Linked DNA regions of Gossypium hirsutum: region 2 is linked to region 1. A link is a contact called in public Hi-C data. All regions are on one chromosome and are shown on one strand. The core of a region is the stretch at or near the end of the contact, and the rest is flanking DNA. Distances in the headings are between cores, read along the strand shown.

Evidence for each region. Hi-C and Micro-C count contacts between places; a contact is called where the count stands out from the background.
Region 2: a contact with region 1 is called in a Hi-C map of leaf, with 2.8 times the contacts expected there. The contact joins the promoter of LOC107896304 here to the promoter of LOC107957166 in region 1. A contact is called at or near these places in 3 of 34 Hi-C or Micro-C datasets (anther, callus and leaf).

The regions. Positions count from the first base shown.
Region 1 is chrA05:80,902,050-80,905,981 of Gossypium_hirsutum_v2.1, forward strand. It overlaps LOC107957166 (protein EARLY RESPONSIVE TO DEHYDRATION 15), which reads left to right and starts at 1,879. Exons shown (of 2, transcript XM_016892613.2): 1 at 1,879-2,384; 2 at 2,478-2,838. The coding sequence starts at 2,126. The coding sequence ends at 2,638. It overlaps LOC107957165 (acylamino-acid-releasing enzyme), which reads right to left. Exons shown (of 5, transcript XM_016892608.2): 5 at 3,656-3,932.
Region 2 is chrA05:81,508,155-81,512,240 of Gossypium_hirsutum_v2.1, forward strand. LOC107896304 (scarecrow-like protein 3) reads left to right here and starts at 1,284. Exons shown (of 2, transcript XM_016821449.2): 1 at 1,284-1,481; 2 at 1,557-3,112. The coding sequence starts at 1,580. The coding sequence ends at 2,974.

The sequences.
Region 1 (3,932 bases), core at 629-3,128:
TCAAAACCATGGGCACTGCAGATGTGATGATATGGGTCGGCTTGACCTGGGTTCTTTTTATTTTATTAATTGAATTAGTATGGTTTGTGTCTCACTATTAAATTATAAAATTAAAATATTTAGAGACTTTATACATTTAAAATTTAATTCTCATATTTTTAATTTTTTAGAATATGATCATTTATTTTTTAAATTTAAAAAATTTAGGTGTAATAGTTATTACAACCCTTAAAATTGTTCTATTAAATTCTTAAAAATACTTATTTGAAACCATCAAGATAAAATAATTTTTTTGTATTAGAATAGTATTCTTGAGAAAAATTGGTATTGGTATTGGAATTTTGATTGAAATAATTAACAATATTAGCTATCCAGACTAATTAATGATATTATAAAAATAAATTAACTGAATTATGTCAAAAAGTAAAGTATATAGATTAAATCTCAAGTTTCAACATAGTTTAGACGCCAAAATTAAAATTTGACCATTGTCTTATAATGTAAAAAAAAAAGGCGATGCGAACCTAAAAGAAATTGAAAGTCACTTGTCAATCTCTAAAACTATTAGGGTATTCAAATTATATATAATCATGTAATATTTTTACCGAAGAGTTAATTATATTAACTATTTAGACTAATTAAAATATTATAAAAGTATAAATACCAAATTATGTTAAAATTAAAGCATATAAATTAGATTTCAAAATTAAGCATGTTAGAGGGATTAAATCTTATATTTAACCATTTTTATAAAATACCAAAAAAGAAACAAGAAAAAGGACAGCATTAGATTGCCAAGTGACAGCATAAGAAAGGTACTTTCCTTTTATATATAATTATATAGATTTCATTCAAATGAAGTTTTATAGCATCAAATGAAAAAAAAAATTATTTAAGTAGAGTTAGAAAAATTTATTTGAATTAAAATAAATATTTTTTATAAAATAATTCCCATTTAAATCACAATCGCCAATGATGTGAGACTGCACGATTTTGAGTGAAAAAGAAATCATTTAATTAAAAACAATAGCATAAAAATTTGAGAGCCTACTAAAAAGTTTCATTATAATCATAACTTTAAACTTTTTAAATTATAATCATAACTTTAAACTTTTTAACTATGCATTAATTATATTTTTAGTCATTAACTAATATAATTTTACGCATTTTATTTTCTATTTAAAAGTTTTAAAAAATTATGTTTAATTTATAATTTAATAAAAAGTTATGTTAATCTTTTATATAATTAATTATTCAATTAGATTTTTTAACACAAACTCTTTTTGATGTTTCCGAAAGAAAAATCTTAGTTTGCTGATATGAAGGAAGAAAATAATAAGATAAAATTTAACAAATCAAACGATCAAAATTTAAGATTATTTACTTACTTTATATCTTAATCACTAAGTTGGTAAAAGAAATTAAATTACATTTTATCTTTTTCATTCAAAAAATAAGTAAATTAATTTTTATACATTAAATCAAAGAGTAAATTTATTATTTCTATTAAAAAAATTATCCATTTCTATTATTAAAAACTGACATTACTGATAAAATAACTAAACAATTACATATAATATACCACATGTACACCTTATTTTGAAAAATAATAATAAAATTTTAATAATAAAATTAAATAAATTAAAAAAAAATTAATTTACATTTTAATCTAATATTTAAAAACCAATTAACTCAGAAAATATAATTCACTCCTTAATATAAAAATACTTTTACCAACAAAATTTTCATTTTCACTAATTTCCAGCTTTCATGTCAACCAAAGCAATCAAAGCCTAAACGATTGAATATTTTATATTATTTGATTGCATATCAGATCGCGTCTTTAGGCTTAAAATCAATGCCTATTCTCCTTGCAGAAACGTTGCTGTCATTTACCCTTTAATTGCCACATATTTCAATCTTGCCATTCTACATTTATTCAATATTTAATGCAAAAAATTTCCACAGCTTTACTTTTGTCAACAAATGTAGTGTCATAAGTGTAATAATATGAAAATCCGGGTTCATTTAGTAAGCTTATCCCCTATATATATTCAGTGTGTACACATACTTGATCTTATCCTTATCTCTTTTCCATTGTACGACAAAAGCTTTAGAATTGCAAATGGAGATTCTCTCTCAACGACCATCTTCTTTCTCAACTTTGAATCCCAACGCTCCATTGTTTGTTCCGTTAGCGTACCGGACGGTCGAGGATTTCTCTGATGAGTGGTGGTCTCTCGTCCAATCCTCCCCGTGTTTCCGCGACTACTGGCTTCAAGAACGTTTCCACGATCCCCAAAACGACGACGCCGATCTTCTTTTCCCCGACGATCTTGATGCCGTCTTTGACGATTACGACGACTTTTTCGTTGACCCTACCCGTAAGTTACTTGTTTAACTCGCCCGAGTCAACCGAGTATATTTAACTCGGATCTCACCCCCTTTTTTTTCCTGTTTTGTTTCTGGGGTTTTAGGTGAAGGGAAGGAAGAAGATACTCAAAAGGAATTATTACCCGTTGGAGCATTCAAATGGCGGAAGGGGCGAGTTGTGAGTGAGTCACCTAGGTTTCTTGAGAAAGCGCCCAAGATCGTGAATGTGAAAGTGAGTCCGAGGAATATTCACCAACCAAGGTAGATCGATTCCTGCAGATTTGAAATGGGAGGTCTCCTTAGAGCCGAAAACCGTCAGCTTTAGGTTTTATCTGCTGCTACCTGTAACTTGCTTTTCTTTTTCTTTTTTTTTTTTGAATTTGTAAAATTATTGTGTACAGAGTTTTAGGTCTGTAATCTGTAACTTTGTTTCAGTAATACTAGAATTACCTCCCATATCCCACAGATCATGACCGTTGAAGTATACAACAAAAAAAATCAGATTTAGAGGAAAGCAAGTGTTTCTTACTGTTAATTAAAAAAAGAAGAGGAAATGATGATGTAGGGAAGTTTTGTTGCTTTTGGAAAAGAGGCGTGATGGTAGGGGTTGAGGCTAAAAGATACAAGGGTATGTCTGGGGGTTGAGGCTAAAAGATATAAGGGTACGTTCCATTAGAGCTCTAATTAAATTAATTAGAGTTGTGGTAAGATTTTTGTGTTTGATTGAATAAAATAGATATAATAGTATAAGTAAAAAAGTTTAAATGAATAAAGTATTTTTAACAGAATTTTTGTAAATAGAAGGTTATTCTTATTAAATTTTAATAAGATTATTGTTAAAATATTTTAATAAAAATAAAAATAAATATTTTAATCATATTATAATATAATTATTATTAAATATAATTTAATAAAATAATATATAATTTAATAATATTTTTAATATAATTATTAATAATATTTAATAATAATTTTAATATAATATTAACAATTTATTTTCAAACGATGTTTTTAATAACTTACAATCTCAATTGTAGATGTTTTATTCTCACCAGCATCTTACAAAAAATTTATTCCAGAAATTTTTTGAATTGAATTATTAGATTCATTCTCTTTTTTGGTTTATTTTGGTATTCCTTTTAATTTGTTTAAAATCGAAATCAACTTTGGTAATTGATAGTTAAATTTTACTAATAAGTAACGTTTGAGGTTTATGCATTCTGCATTTCTCAGACATTTGTATCATGATAGATATAGTCGGTACCATAATAAGAGAAGAATATCAAAAATTCGGTATCGACATGTATACCATACACAATTATATCAAAGTTACATGGAGGTATCTATTACCTTGTGGAAACATGAATCATTATTGTCATATCTACAAAACAAAATTACCAACTTGCAGATATGATAATTCTAAGGAATAACATCAATGATTTAATGAAGTAAAAACTGGAGTTTTAACTTTTATATTTTTGGTTTATGGATTTCTAAGAGGTGCCAACCGCTTCTTGAGCTCATCAACACCTGAGCTGTATTACGGAATACTTATCATA
Region 2 (4,086 bases), core at 34-2,533, 610 kb after region 1:
CTGCCCAAATGGAAGGCGGTAAAGAAGGGTACAACAACAAGAACAAAACATGATTATGAGGTAAGTGGACATCAGAACTCCCACTAACAAAAATTAGCTAATCAATTAGATGATGATGTGATTAATCATTAAGCCATGATTATGTGGCTTATTTAATTTGATTAAAAACCCCTCATTCCATGCTAAAACATTTTGTGGGAAACGATGTATGAGGATAAGACACATTCCAAACCAAGACCACACCATCCCCCTTGAAGTTGAAAATCTTCTCATCTACTTTTGGCTTTTCTCAAAATTTCCTCCTCTCTTTGTCCTAATGCTAGAAGAAGCCCCTCCCCCCCTCAAGTATATATGCCCTTTGAGTTTTGAAAAGCAAAAAAAATAAAAAATGTTGATTTGGAGTATTAAATCTAATAATTTTTACTATTATATGGCATAAATAAACATGAGAAAAACTTTTTCAATTAAATTAATTTTGTAGGTGCCTTCATTTTAAAGATAGTAAAATTTTCAATTAATACAATAGTAAAAATTGCATGTTAGTTTGTTCAAAAATTTATAATTCAATTATGATCTCTTTAGAAAATAATAAATTTATAGTTTAATTTCTTTAAAAATTATAAAATTTTAAGTTAATACAATAATAAAATTACATTTTGATCCTTTCATAAATTTATAATTTACTTTTGACTCTTTAGAAAAAAAATTATAATATTGTCCTTGCTTGACATGTTGATGAGGTTGCTCTTCTGAGTTTATAAAGATAAATTGACAACCTTATGACTAAAAATACTTATAAAATTAATGATTGAATTAATATTATTAAATCAAAAAAAGATGTTTAAAATACATAAATGAAAACTCGGAAAAAATTAATTAAAACATCATACAAAATGCAAAGCAACATAATAAAAATCGAGGATAGATAAAATTGAATGTTTTTGAAAAAATAAAAAAACACATGTAAAGGCCTCCCTTGCCATTCCCACTACACCACTCACTAAGCAACAAGGAAGGGTGTTGTTTTGCTTTGGTAGGACATGTTTGGCTTTGTACTGTGTTTGAGCATAATAACAAGTTTTGGCCTGCTCCACTTCACATTGCGACAACACACACAGAGGGCTCTATCTCAATGCCTTGTATATGTATTTCAAGAAATTCCATATTCTTCTGAGCCCTCCAAAAGACAAACAAAACAATGAGGATTGAGGACAAAACCAACATCATGTTTTGTTGCCCAATGCAAAGCTGCCTTACAAAAACCCCTTCAAGCCAACTACTTTAATTCCAATTCACTCAATTTCCAACAAAAACCTTAGACCACCACACCAACTATTACTAACCCCGCCTTTTTTACTCTTCTCAAAACTTTCCAAGGGTCTTCCAGGATTTTGATGAATTTCAAAGCCCATTTGGGGATTCTATATTTCTCTGTTTGATCAGCCCTTTTTTCCTGAGGAGAATTTGATCTACTTTTACTGGTAATTCCCTTGTCTGTGTTTCTTTATTTTGCTGCTTAAATTTTCTTTGATCATGGATTTTCCTCTGTTTCTCAGTTTGTTTCAGGAGGGCCTGAGATATGATTCCAGAGGGACCATCCCCAGTGACTTCATCACCACTTCAGTTCTTCCCCTGGATGTCACCCTCTCCTGGTATAGGATCCCCTTTCCCATGGCTATGGGAGCTCAAACCTGAGGAGAGGGGTTTATGGTTGATTCGTCTTCTTGTTGCATGTGCAAACCATGTAGCTGCTGGTAGTCTTGAGAATGCCAATATTGGCTTAGAGCAAATATCCCAACTTGCTTCTCCCGATGGAGATACCATGCAAAGAATTGCTGCTTACTTCACTGAGGCACTTGCTAATAGAATGCTTAAAGCATGGCCTGGCCTTCAGAAAGCCCTCAATTCCACGAAAATATCATCGGTACCCGATGAAATTCTTGTTCAAAAACTGTTCTTTGAGCTGTGCCCTTTCTTAAAACTTGCATATATTATCACAAACCAGGCCATTGTAGAAGCTATGGAGGGAGAGAAGATGGTTCATATTATAGATCTAAATTCCTGTGAGCCTGCTCAATGGATCAATCTTTTTCAGACATTTAGTGCAAGGCCAGAAGGGCCACCGCATCTGAGAATTACAGGCATCCATGAGCAGAAAGAGGTGTTAGAGCAAATGGCACTTAGGTTGACAGAAGAAGCTGAAAAATTGGACATTCCATTTCAGTTTAACCCAATAGTTTGCAAGTTAGAGAATCTTGATTTAGAAAGTTTGCGTGTCAAGACCGGTGAAGCTCTTGCGGTCAGTTCGGTCCTTCAGCTTCATTCTCTCCTGGCAACAGATGATGAGGTGCCTAGAAGGAACTTTAACTCCCCACCGGTGTCTAAGACCCGAGTTTTGCAGATGACTCAACGTACTTTTGGAGAGTGGCTTGAGAAAGAACCAGCCCATATATACAACCCAAGTTCTGACATAGCATCTTCTCCATCATCCCTAGCTCCAGCTCCAAAAATGGGGAGCTTTCTAGCCGCTCTTCGGGCCTTGTCACCGAAAGTAATGGTTGTAACCGAGCAGGAGTCCAACCATAATGGTCCTACTTTAATGGAGAGGGTAATAGAAGCATTGAATTTCTATGCTGCGCTCTTTGACTGCTTAGAGTCTACGGTATCAAGAGCACCAATAGAGCGACAAAAGGTTGAGAAGATGCTTTTCGGAGAGGAAATTAAGAATATTATAGCATGTGAGGGTGGTGAGAGAAAGGAGAGACATGAAAAGCTGGAGAAATGGATCCTGAGACTTGAATTGGCCGGGTTTGGAAGGGTGCCATTAAGCTACCATGGCATGTTGCAGGCAGGAAGGTTGCTGCAGACCAATAACTACGATGGTTATAAGATGAAAGAAGAGAATGGGTGTTTGGTTATGTGCTGGCAAGAAAGACCTCTATATTCAATGTCAGCCTGGGGGTTTAGACGCTAGGATTATGACTCATTTTATTTATGCCTGCCCTTTATCCTGCTCCTAGGTGTCTCTTTCTTTCTTCCTTTGATTGTAGTTTAATATGTATGTATATGAAAGACTTTTTCATTCTATAGTTACTTGAGAAAAAATTTTAAACATGTATCTCATTCATTTCTTTGGGCTGCTGTTGAGAGTTTTGAGTTGCAAAGGAAGCCATTAATGAGTACATGATGGCAGCTTGAGAAAAATAAAACAGCACATCTAGGGCTCTAAAGTCCTATTAGGATCATTCAATCAACATGCACATGCTGCATTAAGGGAATTGACCAAATCACAAAGCTTGTTTTCAAAGGCATTAAGGGGACGTAGCATGTATGATCCTCAATTATTGATCATCATCAGTTCATTTCATTTGATTATGACATTATTATTTTACCCTTTTATGCGCATTTTCAATCAGTAGCCATCTTATTTTTTTCAAGAAACAATCTACATATGATAACATCTTAGAAAGCTCTACTGTATTTCTCTTCATTTCGCCTTTAGCACCTACGTTTGTCTATGCGTTAGGATGGAATTTGGATTATATTATGACAAGGTAGGTATAGATTTAGTTTGGTTCAAATTATTATTTTATTAATATTTAGAACTATAAAAAAAAAGTAAACTACCAAAATAATCACTTTTGTTTACCTTAAGTTACATTTTAGTCACTTATATTTGAAGTGTTACGTTTTAGTCACTTATGTTATTGCATTATAACATTTTAGTCACTGAGCCGTTAACAGTGTAACTGCAAGCTGACGTGGCACGTTAAATTATTATTTCAAACAAAAATTTTAGATTAATTTATACAATTAGTCCCCATATTTTTTCGTTTTGAGCAATTTAGTTTTTTTCTTTGATTTTTTTTAACGTTCCTTTTTTTTCTTTTTTTTTCCATTCTCTTCTGCTCCTCCCTCTGTTTTCTCCCATTTTTCATTTCTTTTAATGTAGTTTTCTTTATATTTTCTATTCGTTAACATTAGTCCCTATACTTTTATTTTTTTAAACAATTTAACTTTTTTCAAGTGAGACAAGCTTGTGGACTAGTTTTAACAAATAAAAAATATAGAAAAGCTACGTTAAAA